4 separate regions of the Pan troglodytes genome follow, and all the other regions are linked to region 3. A link is a contact called in public Hi-C data. All regions are on one chromosome and are shown on one strand. Each heading gives the region's core, a stretch centred on a gene start, on an enhancer-like site or on the middle of the called end of the contact. The rest is flanking DNA. Distances are from core to core; before and after follow the strand shown.

Region 1 (3,077 bases), core at 230-2,729, 170 kb after region 3:
GGAGTGAGTGAGTGAGTTGGGAGCTGAAGTAGCCATTTTCTCCATGGAAAACCATTTTCCTGGAAAGAACGATTGACAGACACACTGCAGTTATTCAGCCATGGGTAGTTGGCAGACACACACCTGCACACACACCCACACACACACCTACACACACCCACACACACACGCACACACATCCACCCACACATATATATATTTAAATGATGAAGTCAGAGCTGTTACTTCGAGGAAAACAAATGACAGTATGTACGGCCAATTATAAAATTTGAGAGTTCAAATGAAAAACTGGGATTTTGGAAAACTTGTATCCTTCACTGTGAGCTGGTTTCAGATTCCACATGGCAGTGACCCTTTAAAAATCCACCACTTGTCAAGTTTTGGTGTACTATCAAAGAGGAATGTCCACAGTTATCTGAATAGATTATTAAAATACTTCTCCCTTATTCAACTTCATGATGTGTGAGGCCAGGTTTCTTCATATCCTTTAATCAAATAACACATGACAATAGGCTGAATGCAAAAGATATGTGAATCTGCTTTGTATGTTAATAAGTCAGACATTAAAGATATTGCAAACGTGAAACAATGGCATTCTTCTTACTAATTTTGCTACGGATTTTTTTTCATTAAAATTTATTATTTAGATTAACATGTAACAGATTTATTATTGTTATTTTAAGGGAATTGATAAATGTTTTTAAAAGTTCTCTAATTTCTGACTTGATAAATATCACTAGACATGACCCACATAAACAAAACCTCTTTAGAATCCTGTCATTTTTAAGAGTGTAAAGGAGGCTCAGTTCAAATCTTGGTTCTGCCATTTACCAACTGTGCTATCCTGGGCAAGTTACTTAACTGCTCTGTGCCTCAATTCCTTTATCAATCAAATAGAGATAATTTTAACCTATCTCTTATAGATAAGTTGTAATAATTAAGCTTAACATATATAAAGTGCTTAGAACAGCTCCTGGTATATAACAAGTGTTATATAAAGATTCTAATGATAATAGTTACTATAACACAGCATTGTAGTGCTGTGTTATAATAGCTATTGGTTATGGTCTGTGTTCCAGTCTGTTTTCCCCACCTGAGGCCTTGGGGCAGGCTGTGTGGCTCCCCCAAGATCAGGGTCTGCTGTCTCTGATTGATCTCTGAGTCCTAGCACAAAGCTTGGCACCCATTAGGTAGTCATAAAGTTTGGTGAGGAAATTAATGAGTAGTTGGGGGAAGGCAGGACAAATTCCAGACATTCCTGATAGACAACGAAGTTCCCCTATGAAGAGGCTAAAATCCTAAGTGGTAAGAGTGAGACTGTAAGTGGAGGTGGAGGCACAAACGGGAACTGGATTGAGGTGGGAGCAGGTAGAGTGAGAGTCTCAAACATGTGCAGTAACTGACGGAATAGCCCCTTATGACATACAGCCTGATGCCTGGTGAGGTGTGCCAGGCTGAATGAAGACACCAGGTGAGACTGGCCCCACCTGCTGATGGGGCTGGGTAACACAGCCTGCTTTATTCCACCTGGATGGCCTCCGAACCTTCAAGACACCTTGGTTAATAACGGGAATCTCTGCATCTGCCGCCGCACTGTATGGGGCTGGGGAGATCAGAGAGAGAAGAGTTAGGCTGAAGCACTAAATATTAGTCTCTCATAATTTCCGGATCTACATTTTACATGACTTGGCGTGTTTGACCGTGTTGTACTTGTAAATGGTTACCTCAGTTATTTTTGGACATCCAGGAAGAAAGGGGAAAAATGTAGCTCAGTACCTACCCTGCGTCAAGCATTTGATTAATGCTTTCACATGTAAACCTCAAGACCACCTCATGAGGAAAGTGCCCTTATACCCATATTGGATATGAAGAAACTGAAGCTCAGGGGATGTAAGTAATGTCTCTGTGGTCACACTGCTAATTGGTGGTCTAGCTGGGATTTGAACCCAAGTCTGTGTGAATACCATGTCCCTACCCTTTAAAAAAGCAAATTTTATTTTATTTTCTATTACACAAGTAAGGCATATTATCTAAAATTGAGAAAATACCGATAAGTAAAAAAATAAAAATTATCCATAAATTCTGCCATTCAGATATAAGAGCTACAATCACATTGGTATGTCTTTCCAGACTTTTTTTCCCCATGTATATATTTGTAACCAGCTTTTCTGCTTAACGATATATCATAAATGTCTTTCTGCATCTATAAACGTATTTCTGTATCATTTAAAAAGACTGCATAGTATTTCATTTTATGAATGAACTGTTTATTTAACTGATCTTCCGTTGCTAAATATTTAGGTTATATCTAGCTTTTTACTAATATTAAAAATGCTGCAGTAAGCATCCTTGTAGTTTAATCTTTGTGTGTATTTTTACTTCCTTGGGATAAATTCCTAGAAGTGAGATTGATGATTAAAAGTGCATTTTGGTTTCAAAGACATTTCAATATACTATATTGCCAACTTGCCCTACCCCCCAGGAAACTTATAAACATTTATTTCCCACTACAAGTGTGTGAATATTCCTGTTTCCCTGCACCTTCAACAAAAAGTGGGTATAAAAAGATGTTTGCTTGTTGGATAGCCAAACAAAATATTTGTTTTAGTAAGTCCATATTCTTTCAATCTCACTTTCTTGCCTCTTGATCCAGTTTGAGTAATGCTCTGTATTAGGATATGAAAAGTCTTAATATGTTGGTTACCCAAGGTAACCAGGTAACCACTCCTGCCTGAGCCGAGTTGGGTAGAAGTGGTGAGGGAGCCACGTGGGAGGGAAGGTATGAGTCTGAGTTTGGTGAGGCAGTAGGACAGGTTGGATGGAGAGGGGCTGGGTGCTGGTAATTGTGCTCACGCACTGGTTAGAGAGTGGTCCAACTACACAGGACTCACCTGCCAAAGTGTGCTTGCTCCCTGGAGATTCTGTTGGGCAGTCCAGACAGAGAGCTGGTGCTAAGAAATCCACCAGGGGAGCAAGGTCGATCACGGGAAAGAGGTGTACTGGCATCCCAGCAGGAGGCAGACAGTAGGGAGCAGACATCCATTCCTGTGGGCAGCAGCCCACAGGAATTGGGGAGA
Region 2 (3,494 bases), core at 725-3,224, 140 kb after region 3:
CTGTAACTCCATGAGGGCAGGATTGTTGTTTTGGCTCATCATTCCATTCTAAGCACCTAGCAGTGTCCTCAAAATAGTAGGCACTTAAAAAATATTAACTGAAACAATTAAAGTAAGGAGATAGGGAGGTTTTGATTCATCCAGAAGACATGTCACCCAAGTGAATTTCCAGGGCTTAGGAGAGCTCACTCTACAACATTCATTAACATACTTTTTTTTTTTGCCCATCAGTCTTCTCTTGTGTCTGGCAATGCATTTACAACATTGTTAAGAAATTATCTTGGCCTCCATGTGGTCACGACCTGGAGGGAGAGGCTGGCATTGGAGGTGGTAGTAATAATTCAGTGCTCTAACTCCAGGCAGGAGCTGGGGGGTCTGAGCAAATGCACAGCTGCGTGCAATCCATGTAGGTGTCAAAGGATCAGGGAGGGCAGAGGGGAGGCAATTTTTGAGCAAAAATATTGAACTCTGAGTAAGTGTACACTTAAGGGGGAAGGAGGGAAAATTCATGGTAGGCAGATGAAACACTTAAGCAAAAGCCTAGCATGTTAAAGAACGAGGCTCGCTGGGGGAAGAGCAATTAGCCTGCATTCCTGGAGCTCTGCTGTGTGGGGGAGGGGAGGGGAGTGGGGAGGTGAGGCTGGGAAGGTGGGGTGGACTCTCTGGAGACTTTTCTAAAAGGAGGGGAAGAGCCGGTTGTCAGTCTTATCAAGCAGGGACTCAGCTTTTGTCCCCAGCACAGGCCCAGCTCCTTTGATCCGCAGCAAGGCCATTGTTTCCCCGGCAGTGGCCTCTCTGCTTCACAGGGGAAAATGTGGTCTTTGTTCTCCTGAGACTTTTTATCCAAGTCCTGCCCTGGTGGGGACAAGCCGGGCGGGGCTCCATGTGAGGATCCAGTCTCTGGCAGCTGGGGGACAAGGGCAGCCCCTGTACCCTTTCCTCTGCCTTGCGTGGGCTACACAAAGCCCTTAGAATCCTCTTGCTCAGTACAAATCATGCTGGGTTGGGGGTGGAGAGAGAATTGTGGGCAAACACTTTCAGCTTCTTTATTTTGAAAAATTGTTTTGTTTCCAGCTCAATCATAGTATAAATCAAGTGCAGTAAGTCCTGGTAAAAAACTAGGTTTGATCTTACCTGAACCACTTACTGGCTGTGTCACCTGGGATAAGACATTTCACCTTTGGAGTCACAGTTACTTTCTCTGCAAAATCCAGAAAATAATACTATTTACTGCACAGCATTGCAATGAGGTTGATGCATTCATTCATTCATTCCTTATCTATTAAGCACCTGCTCCGTGTCAGGCACTGTGTAGTTCATTCTCCAGTGTTTCTTTAGTGCCTGGGCACAGAGTAGGTGTCAGGCACTAAAGAAACATTGGAGAATGAAATGGACTTGATTGTGCCCCACCCCCACCACCCCATGAAGCTTACAAGGGAAGGAAGACATTAAACATATGCTTGCACATGTAAGTATTGCAAGAAGAAATACAGCTTGCTACGAGACAGGACTTCACTGAGTCTTGGCTGGGGGTGGGACAATCAGGGAAAGCGCCCCTAGAAAAGCGATGCTCATGTTAAGATTTGAAAGACATGGATAAAAAGAGCCTGGTCCATGAGAGATGGCCTGAAAATGTTAGTTCCCACCCCCTCTGCCTTGGATCAGATCCCTCACCAACACCTGCTGGGTGTGAGTGGGCTTAAGAAGCTCCCCCTCCCCTCTAGGGAACTTAGCTGAAAAGAAGTGGATTCTGGGAATTGCTTCCAGGGGCCTGGAAATTGATGAAGACACATACAAGGGAATGAACATGGGGCCAGCTGTGACATTTTCTGTGTGCCTTAATGAGAAGTGCTGGGGCTGTACTACCCGGAGCTGAACTCTTGGCCCAGCTTGCCAGGCTGGAGGAGGAGGGGGAGTTGCTTCACAGACTGCAGGGCTTTGTGAGGGGAAAACAAATGGGTCTGTAACTTGATCGAGGCAGAGGGGAGGCTGCCAGAGCTGTGAGCCTGAAGAATAGCTTTCAGAGGAGTGTCAGGGGAGGAGGCAGCCTCTTCCCTCAAGCTAGGGGATGTGCAGAGCAGAGCTGGCTCTTGGAGCATCCCCAAATCTGGATTGTGTGGGCCATGCTGCTCTGGGCACCCCTGGGCTGAGTTACTCACCTATATCCAGTACTTTGTACGAGCCAGGGGCATTTACAGAGGGTATCAGAGTTAGGCCTTGCAGCAACCCTAATGGGTGGGGGGTACTTCTACCCCAATTTTGCAGATGGGAAAGCTGAGGTTCAGAGAAGTCAAGTAACTTGCCTGAGGCCACACAGCTAGGAGTGGTGAAGGTGAGATCTATATTTAGTTCAGTATGACTTTAAATCCATCTTCTTCCTTATATATCATGCTGCTAGATAATTTTTTGATCAATATTTCCCTCTGAATTTTTAAAATGTAATAATGATAAGAGTCCCTTGTATGTAATATGTTTAACAAAGAACTCTTGCAAATGCCATGATGCTTGCCCTGTGAGTTGAAATGTTTTTATCCTCAGATTAGAGATGAGGAAATGGAAGGTCAGCGAACCTGGTGGATCTCTTAATGCCACACAGCAAGGAAGTCAGGGAGCTGGGTAGATGCCAAATCTCTTGCACTTTCCACCACTGTCTTGAGACCCAGGTGGGCTCTTCAAGGTATCCGCTGACATCCAGACCTTCTGATCCTTAAAATTAAAAGCCCAAGCACAGTCAGTTTGTTTTTCTAACAGACTCAGAGTGTTCACTCTTTCTGACTCTTGATAAAGCCAGCAGTCAAAATCTCCTTTCCTGGGGCCCCTCCTTCTGAGAAAGGGATGGTTAGCCATGTGTATTTTTCACTGGGGCTCCCACAAAGAATGTGCATATAATACGAAACATATGTCATTTGTGCTTGTGGGAGTGCCCCTACCCCATGCCCTTCCCTGCACAGCTGGGAGCCCCATCTGCAGGAACCCTGTGCAGGGGGATGGAACCATACACACCTAGAGAGGGGCCCGCCAGACCTGCCCACCTCCTGCAGGCAGAACTGGGTACTGATCCCCTCTGCTCTCCTCACTTCTCCATGGGATTCCTGGTCCCACCATGTTTTCATTCTTGGCAAAGAACGGTGGGGCTGGGATTCAAATCAGGTGTGTCTGAGGTCAAGTGTGAAACATACCTTGCATGGGCTACAGACATATCAGTGGATGAATTAAAGAATGAACTGGGGAAGAACACTTCTGCCTCTGGTTTCTATGCAGTAGGTGCTGTTTAAAGTTTACTGGAGGAAAGAATAAGTACATCCTGATGGGGGAGCTTCATAGTGGGTGTGTTTCAGGAGAACTCTGGAGCTAAAGGAAGCACATTGGTATTTTGTCCTTTCCCTTCTTAGAAGATAGATTGTCAGGCACAGTGGTTCTTGAATTTGGGGTATATTGGCATCACCTGGAGGGTTAGTTAAAGTACAGATTGCTGGCCCCACCCTGGTCTTTCA
Region 3 (3,325 bases), core at 73-2,572:
GTGTGGTGGCACGAGCCTGTAATCTCAGCTACTCAGGAGGCTGAGGCAAGAGAATCCCTTGAATCCAGGAGGCGGAGATTGCAGTGAGCCAAGATTGAGGCACTGCACTCCAGCCTGGGTGATAGAGTGAGACGCCATCTCGGGGGGAAAAAAATAGTTATAAGCAAAGAGTTGACAGTGAAGTTAATTCTGTGCAGGAATGAAGAAAGTACTCAGAGAGGAGGTGACATTTCAGAGGATACTAAAGCAAGAGAAGCATTTCCCTAACTAGAGGAGGAAAGGGTATGCATTATAGGCAGAGCGTGCAGGAGAGCAGGGGTGTGGAGTGTGAAAGGATTGTACCAGAAAGGGCAATTGTACCAGAAAGGGTTGATGGTGGCTGCATATAAAGTTATCAAAACCCAAAACAAGTCAGTGTAAGAAAGAACATGATTCATATAATGTATCAAAAAGCTACAAATATTTCCATTTCTGAATGCACACAAAGAACCACCTGGAAAAAACATCCATTTATTGTCCACTGTGCCCAGGTCCATGCTAGGCACTATAGAAGATACAAGGGAAGGCCCTTGCCCTGGAAATGTTTATTCTCTATCTGGAAAAAAGATTAACTCACATAAAATAATTAAAAATAAGATGCCAGCCTCTAAGGAAAAATGTTAGATTGTCTGAAACTCAAGCAGAGAGCATTTTGGCTGCCCTGGAATTCCCCATAGTAGTAGAATTACTCTTGGGGCCAAGAGAGGGGTTGCCTGAGACTCCTTCACCCAGAAAAAAGGTAATTGCTAACCCTCACAGAGCACTTCCTATGTACTGGGCACTGTTCTAGGAGCTTATACGGATTAACAAATTAAGTCTTCACAACCACCCTATATGAAAAGGAACAGTTATCTCTAGTTACATACGGGGAAACTGAGGCACGGAGTCACAGGATTGAAATCCAGGAGATGTGGTTCCACAGTCGTGCAGTCTTTTTCATTTTAGTATTCTCAAAATCTAGCGTAGTACCCGGTGTTGGATGTTAAGATCTTAAACAAACAAACAACTCGTTTTCCTTAAAAATTATATTTTCAGGGTAATACAATTCAAGTCACAATAAAGACCTGAAAGCCTCAGGTTTGTAGGTGAGGAAAAATGCATTTTAGCTGTACAGCCCTAACTTTTACTTGACCCAAGGCCAGCAAGAAAACGTTTCTTTTTATTTATATATATTTTTTCTTTGGTGACAATTTGGTGTTTCTGAACGCTAGGGGCTCCCGGTTTCTCTGGTTTGAGAGTAACTTTTCCTTTTAGGACTTTTTTTTTTTTTTTTTTTGAAGGGGGTGGGGGAAAATGTGGCCTTAATTATCCTACGTCTTAGGCAGCTTAAGGAAGGGGCTGTGCTTTCGGAATCCCATCCGAGCCAAGTAAGGAGGTCCCTCTCTCTCTCTCCCCCCACGTCTTCTCTTTTTAAAGGACCTCGTGAAATAAAAGTGCAGAAAACAAACCCAGGCGATCACAGCAGCAGCCGCCGCGGCAGCAGCACCAACAGCAGGAGGAGCAGGAGGAGCCGGAGGAGGAGGAGGAGGAGGAGGAGGAGGCAAAGTTAGAGTTGGGGCTGGCGCTCCGGAGTTGCTGGGCTCAGCGCAGCTCCCATTCATTAAGGAACCAGCTGCGGAGGAAGGTGGCCGAGCGCCCGCGCTGCCCACTCGCTCGCTCGCGCACTCAGACGCGCGCCAGAACAGCGCGCCCCAAGCTGCGCAGCTCTGCAAAAGTTTCTGCTCGGGATCTGGCTCTCTTCCCCTTGGACTTTCGAACGATTTAGGGTTGAGAGAGGAAAGCAGAGGCGCGCAGGAGGAGCAGAAAACACCACCTTCTGCAGTTGGAGGCAGGCAGCCCCGGCTACACTCTAGCCGCCGCGCCCGGAGCCGGGGCCGACCCGCCACTATCCGCAGCAGCCTCGGCCAGGAGGCGACCCGGGCGCCTGGGTGTGTGGCTGCTGTTGCGGGACGTCTTCGCGGGGCGGGAGGCTCGCGCCGCAGCCAGCGCCATGCAAAACTACAAGTACGACAAAGCGATCGTCCCGGAGAGCAAGAACGGCGGCAGCCCGGCGCTCAACAACAACCCGAGGAGGAGCGGCAGCAAGCGGGTGCTGCTCATCTGCCTCGACCTCTTCTGCCTCTTCATGGGTGAGCCCAGCCCCGCTGTCCCTCGGCCCCTCGGCCCCTCGTCCCTCGGCGCGCGTCCCAGCCCAGTCCGGGGCCGCGCAGCGCCGCGCCGCGCCGTCAGCTCCGGGGGGCCCCCGCAGCCTTCCTGGGGAGCCTTCGCGCCGCCCAGGCCCGAAGCCCCCGCCCTCCCCGATCCCACCGACTTCTTGGCCTGTACTTGAGGGGGTCTGGGCGTGCTTAAGCGTTCGTGGGCAACTGTTAAACCAGCTCAGTAAAAGTCGTCTCCACGTTGGAAGCCCGGGCGGAATCCCGCGGAAGGTGTGGGTTCGTCCTTTTAGCGTAGGGGAAGTTGGTTGAGCCGTGCTCTAGAGCCAGCGTATAGCTAGCTGGTCGCCCTCCATCCGAGTGAAATGGATCGCCCCGAGAGTCGGGCTCCTGCCTGGAGCCAAGCTGCCTTCCCGGCGGCTGTATGTAAACATCCAGCCCTTCCGCCTTTGCTGCCCAGGCTCGCCAGACTGGCTAGCCGGCCTTTTCACTTGCTTCTCTCCTGTAGGTGCTTTCCCCGGGCTTGGTGCTGGGCACGGCTTCAGCAATCACTTGAGTGCCTACTGTGTGCCAGGTGGTAGGCGGCTTCACGGGCATCAGTTTTAGCTCGCCCACTCTCTGACTCGGTGCAGCAGGGGTGATGAGCCCCATTTCCCTGATGGGCACATTGAGGCACTGGGAAAGCCAGCTGCGATCTTGTTTGGGGACCACAAATTTAATTGCGCCCCCAGAAAGTTGAGGCGATGGTCCACTTCTGTTTTCCAAAGTCGTTGGAAGCCACAGCTGGAAGAGCGGTGGGAGTTAAAGGAATTGGAGTGGGAGGGTGAGGAGGATTTATGAACTCGGTAGGGGAGGGAGAAAGCGCTTCACACGAATGAACAGGACTTCCAAGGTTGAAGTCAGCCTAGGATTGTTTTTTTTAAAGCGAATCATGGTGTAATGGAAAACGCACAGTACTTGTCATCAGAACACTGCCACTCTTGCCACTTGCTGGGTGTGCCACTTAACTGCCTCATGGGCCTCAGTTTCCTCAGCAGTTGAATGAGTGGGTTGAAGTAGATGCTCTCCAAGGCCCCTTCCCGCATTAAGAACTCGGATTTGGTCCAGAAGCTGTTCTGCCAACTCTGCTAACT
Region 4 (3,441 bases), core at 175-2,674, 240 kb after region 3:
TGAGATTGCACCACTGTGCTCCAGCCTGGGTGACAGTGAGACTCTGTCTCAAAAAAAAAAAAAAAGAAAAGAAAACAAAAAAAAATCCCAATTGGCTGCTACCATCCCAGGTAGTAACAGCGTGTCCAATTACTGAAATATAAATGTTGTATAACATTTAAAGATACATGAAAACACTCGGAAAAAAAATTTAAGAAATTGCCTACTGTTTTCTTAGATATTTGAGTGAGACCCAAGGGTTAACATTTATTATCCATCATTCAGTACAATTTGAAACAAAACAATGGGAGCCTGTGGGTCATTAATTTGGTTCAAGGGGTTATCGTGCCCAAGTCTAACCCAGTGTTCTTCACAGCTTTGCCCAACACTGGGTTTTCCCCTGCACTCTCCACCCCACGCCCCCTGTCAACATGACTGATGAATTCAATATCCCCCTCTTTCCAGCTGACGAGTCATTGAGCTGACTCCAATCAGCAGGATCCCCTGGTCGCCTGACTCAGGCCTCCCCAATCAGAGGTAGAGTCTGCGGTGGACGGACAGACAGGTCCGGAGAGGCTGGTAAGTAAGAACTCCCAGAGTGCCTCCGCCAAGAACCGATTTGAAGAGGTTGCCATTCACTCTGTCAGGCTGCGTGTGGGATTCATCAGGACCCAGCCTCGCTCTCTTTCACCCCCCATCAATGTGCCCTAAAGGATTTTTCTTTAAACCTGATTGCTTGGAAGGCATTGTAAGTCCACTGCTTTGTGATTCATCAATCCATGACAGCTCATTATTCCAGAAGCATTTAGGCCCAAAACCAGGAGAGAGGGAAAGGTTTCTTGGTGCCATAACGGGACAAAGGTTCACTGGCTTATTGATTCATGTCACAAATATTTACTCAGCCTGCTATTTAACTATGGAGATGAACTAGGAGGTGGATATTTGCTGGTGGGCCTCACTGTAAAGAAATCCCACTCAACAAAGTGGAGTCCAGAAATTCTGACTTAAGTACTATTAATATTGAACTTCTGAGAAAAGCATTTTACATACATCACCTGACTGACTCTATGATATCTCTGTATGTAATACAGTATCTTTATTTTACACATGAGAAAACGGAGGCTCACAGGGGCTCAGTGGCTTATTCAAGTTCCATAGCTAGAAGGCAGCAGAAATGGGATTCAACCTGTCTGACTCCAAATCCCATGCACTTAACCATTTTTTACTGCATTACTTGTTCCCACATTTTTTTTTTTAGTTGTTGATAGGTTAAAAGGAAAACAAAGCTGTTTATGGAAGCATTTGAAAAATATAATACTCTCAGTTGTAAGAGAATACTGTAGTATTGAGTTATCTGGAATTGCACGGGATGTAACATTCAATGGACAATGGAGCATTTGGTGGCCTGACCTCTCTTCCAAGTTCAGGAGGCCTCTCAAGTTTCAGTCATCAAGGCTCCCCTGGAGCACTGGGATTCTGAACTATTTCCTTATGTACTTCTCCTGGGCTGAGGCTCCTGAGTGTGGCTGAACCTGGTGGCACTCTTCTGCCACATAGAGATGAGGTCAGCCTGGACACTGCCCTGGGGTTTTAATCTAAATAACCACTGGATTAGGCTGCATTCAAGCTGGCAAAAATGTTTATTTCTTATATCTACTTGAAGTAAGCTTCCTTTCCAACAGCCCCCACTAAAAGAGAAGGGATAGAGGGCTTGTCTGTGTTCAGAGAAATCTCTCTTGTATTCATTAGCTGTCGGTAATAGAGGCTGAGTTTTTCAGATCCAAAAGACATGGAGATAGGATATTAAGAGACAATATGGAGTAGCAGAAAATGTATTGAGCTGGGAGTCTTACTCTAGGTCAGAGTCCCTTGTATTCAATACTTCACTCACTGTGTCACTTTGGGCAAGTTGCTTAACTTCTCTGTTTTCATTTTTACATCTATAAAATGGAGATGATAATACTTCTTTATCTTACAGAGTTATTGTGCAAGTCATATATAATAATAATTTTATTCATTCATTCAGTAACTGCTAGAAACTTGATATAATGATGAATAAGACAGTCATAGTCTATGCTCATGAAGCTTACAGTCTAGTGGGAGAGATAGATATAAATCAATCTTGATGGAGAAGTAGTTGTTCAAACAAAAGTTATGAAAAAGTATTATAAGAAAGAAATATAGGGTGCTGTGAGGGCCTATGGCTGAAAGTGTCATTGAAAATGAAACTAGAGGGATGAGTCATAGGTGGTGGAATTAAAGGGGAGAGGAAGGGCATTTTGCTTAAGTAAAGCAGCATGCATGCAGTTGCAATGGAGTTTTGCACAAACCAAGAACGGAGAGAAAGTCAATGTGTAACATGACCATATGGTCCTGTTTTCTGTGGATAGTCCCTTTGTAAACCCAGTGTATTCATTAATAGAGCTTTTTTGCACTCCCTAAAGCATCTCTACTGGATGGAGAAATAATAGTCATCTCATTAATGTGGCTGGTGTGTAGTGAGCAAAGTGGGATGTTAGGCTAAACAGGTTCACTTAGATAGATCCAAGCTTTGTAGATCATATTAAGGAGTTTGGTCTTTACTTCAAGAGCAGTAGGCACCAACTGGAGCTTAAAAATTAGATCAGAATACTAGTTAACATTTATTTAGTATTGCTACTTGCCTGTATTATGCAATATGCTTTAGAAGACAGAGGTGCCATTGCAATCTCCATTTTATATACGAGGAAACTGAGCCTTGTACAGATCAAGGGACTTGCCCAGGGCCACATGATGATTAGTGGCGGAGTGCTGATTTAAAGCCAGATGTCATTCCCAAGACTAGGTATTTAATCTCTCTGACACTGACTCCCAGTGTGGAAGCCTTTAGCTATAAATGCATTCTGTTCAAAAGCTACTTCTTTTCTGAGCACTTAGCCAACTTTCATATAGGCATGTTGAAGTAAATTGAAGCCTTCACAGCAACATCTCCCTACTCTATGAAACAGTAGAACTGAGTGCTAGAACGGACGTCAAAATAGCAGCAATGAAACCCACTGTGGCATCAGTATTTAGGATTCAGGCCCTGGTCCTTCCAGCTGTGACCTGAGTAAAGCCACTTCACTTTCTCAGAATCCATTTGACAACTCTCTAACAGGACAAACCTAGTCCTTTACCAGGAAGAAGACACCAAATGTGAAAGGGCCCTGCGAACTGGAAAATGCAATAGTGGTAACAACAACCAAACCCAAGAAAAACCTTTGTTAGGAGCTTTCTTCTTACCAAAGGACTGTGTTAAGTGATTTATGGAAATTTTTTTCCATTTACCCTTCAAAATTACCCCACAAAATAGGCACTATTGTCATCACCATTTAACACATGTGTAATCTGAGGCCCAGAGAATTAAGTAACTTTTTATTTATTTATTTATTTATTTATTTATTTTTTGGAGAGGTGGGGGTCTTGCTATGTTGTTCAGTCTAG

Evidence for each region. Hi-C and Micro-C count contacts between places; a contact is called where the count stands out from the background.
Region 1: a contact with region 3 is called in a Hi-C map of induced pluripotent stem cells, with 2.3 times the contacts expected there. The contact joins the enhancer-like site here to the promoter of PLPP3 in region 3. A contact is called at or near these places in 1 of 7 Hi-C or Micro-C datasets (induced pluripotent stem cells) and 1 of 1 datasets of contacts at active chromatin or transcription factors (stem cell-derived excitatory neurons).
Region 2: a contact with region 3 is called in a Hi-C map of stem cell-derived neural progenitor cells, with 4 times the contacts expected there. The contact joins the enhancer-like site here to the promoter of PLPP3 in region 3. A contact is called at or near these places in 1 of 7 Hi-C or Micro-C datasets (stem cell-derived neural progenitor cells) and 1 of 1 datasets of contacts at active chromatin or transcription factors (stem cell-derived excitatory neurons).
Region 4: a Hi-C map of stem cell-derived neural progenitor cells shows a contact between it and region 3, with 2.2 times the contacts expected there. The contact joins the enhancer-like site here to the promoter of PLPP3 in region 3. A contact is called at or near these places in 1 of 7 Hi-C or Micro-C datasets (stem cell-derived neural progenitor cells), 1 of 1 datasets of contacts at active chromatin or transcription factors (stem cell-derived excitatory neurons) and 1 of 1 other capture datasets (stem cell-derived neural stem cells).

What each region holds. Positions count from the first base shown.
Region 1 is chr1:174,571,127-174,574,203 of NHGRI_mPanTro3-v2.0_pri, forward strand. No RefSeq gene overlaps it. Among named protein-coding and RNA genes, the nearest start is that of PLPP3, 170 kb to the left of the region's middle. Within about 2 kb of position 1,480, at least 1 of the 24 cell types and tissues checked has an H3K27ac peak or open chromatin away from gene starts, as enhancers often do. A contact at or near this core is called in induced pluripotent stem cells, where this site is marked.
Region 2 is chr1:174,544,342-174,547,835 of NHGRI_mPanTro3-v2.0_pri, forward strand. No RefSeq gene overlaps it. Among named protein-coding and RNA genes, the nearest start is that of PLPP3, 140 kb to the left of the region's middle. Within about 2 kb of position 1,975, at least 14 of the 24 cell types and tissues checked have an H3K27ac peak or open chromatin away from gene starts, as enhancers often do. A contact at or near this core is called in stem cell-derived neural progenitor cells, where this site is marked.
Region 3 is chr1:174,401,434-174,404,758 of NHGRI_mPanTro3-v2.0_pri, forward strand. It overlaps PLPP3 (phospholipid phosphatase 3), which reads left to right and starts at 1,323. Exons shown (of 6, transcript XM_016919260.3): 1 at 1,323-2,168. The coding sequence starts at 2,030.
Region 4 is chr1:174,645,192-174,648,632 of NHGRI_mPanTro3-v2.0_pri, forward strand. It overlaps LOC112204411 (a long non-coding RNA gene), which reads left to right. Exons shown (of 3, transcript XR_002938065.3): 2 at 445-558. Among named protein-coding and RNA genes, the nearest start is that of PLPP3, 240 kb to the left of the region's middle. Within about 2 kb of position 1,425, at least 3 of the 24 cell types and tissues checked have an H3K27ac peak or open chromatin away from gene starts, as enhancers often do. A contact at or near this core is called in stem cell-derived neural progenitor cells and stem cell-derived neural stem cells, where this site is marked.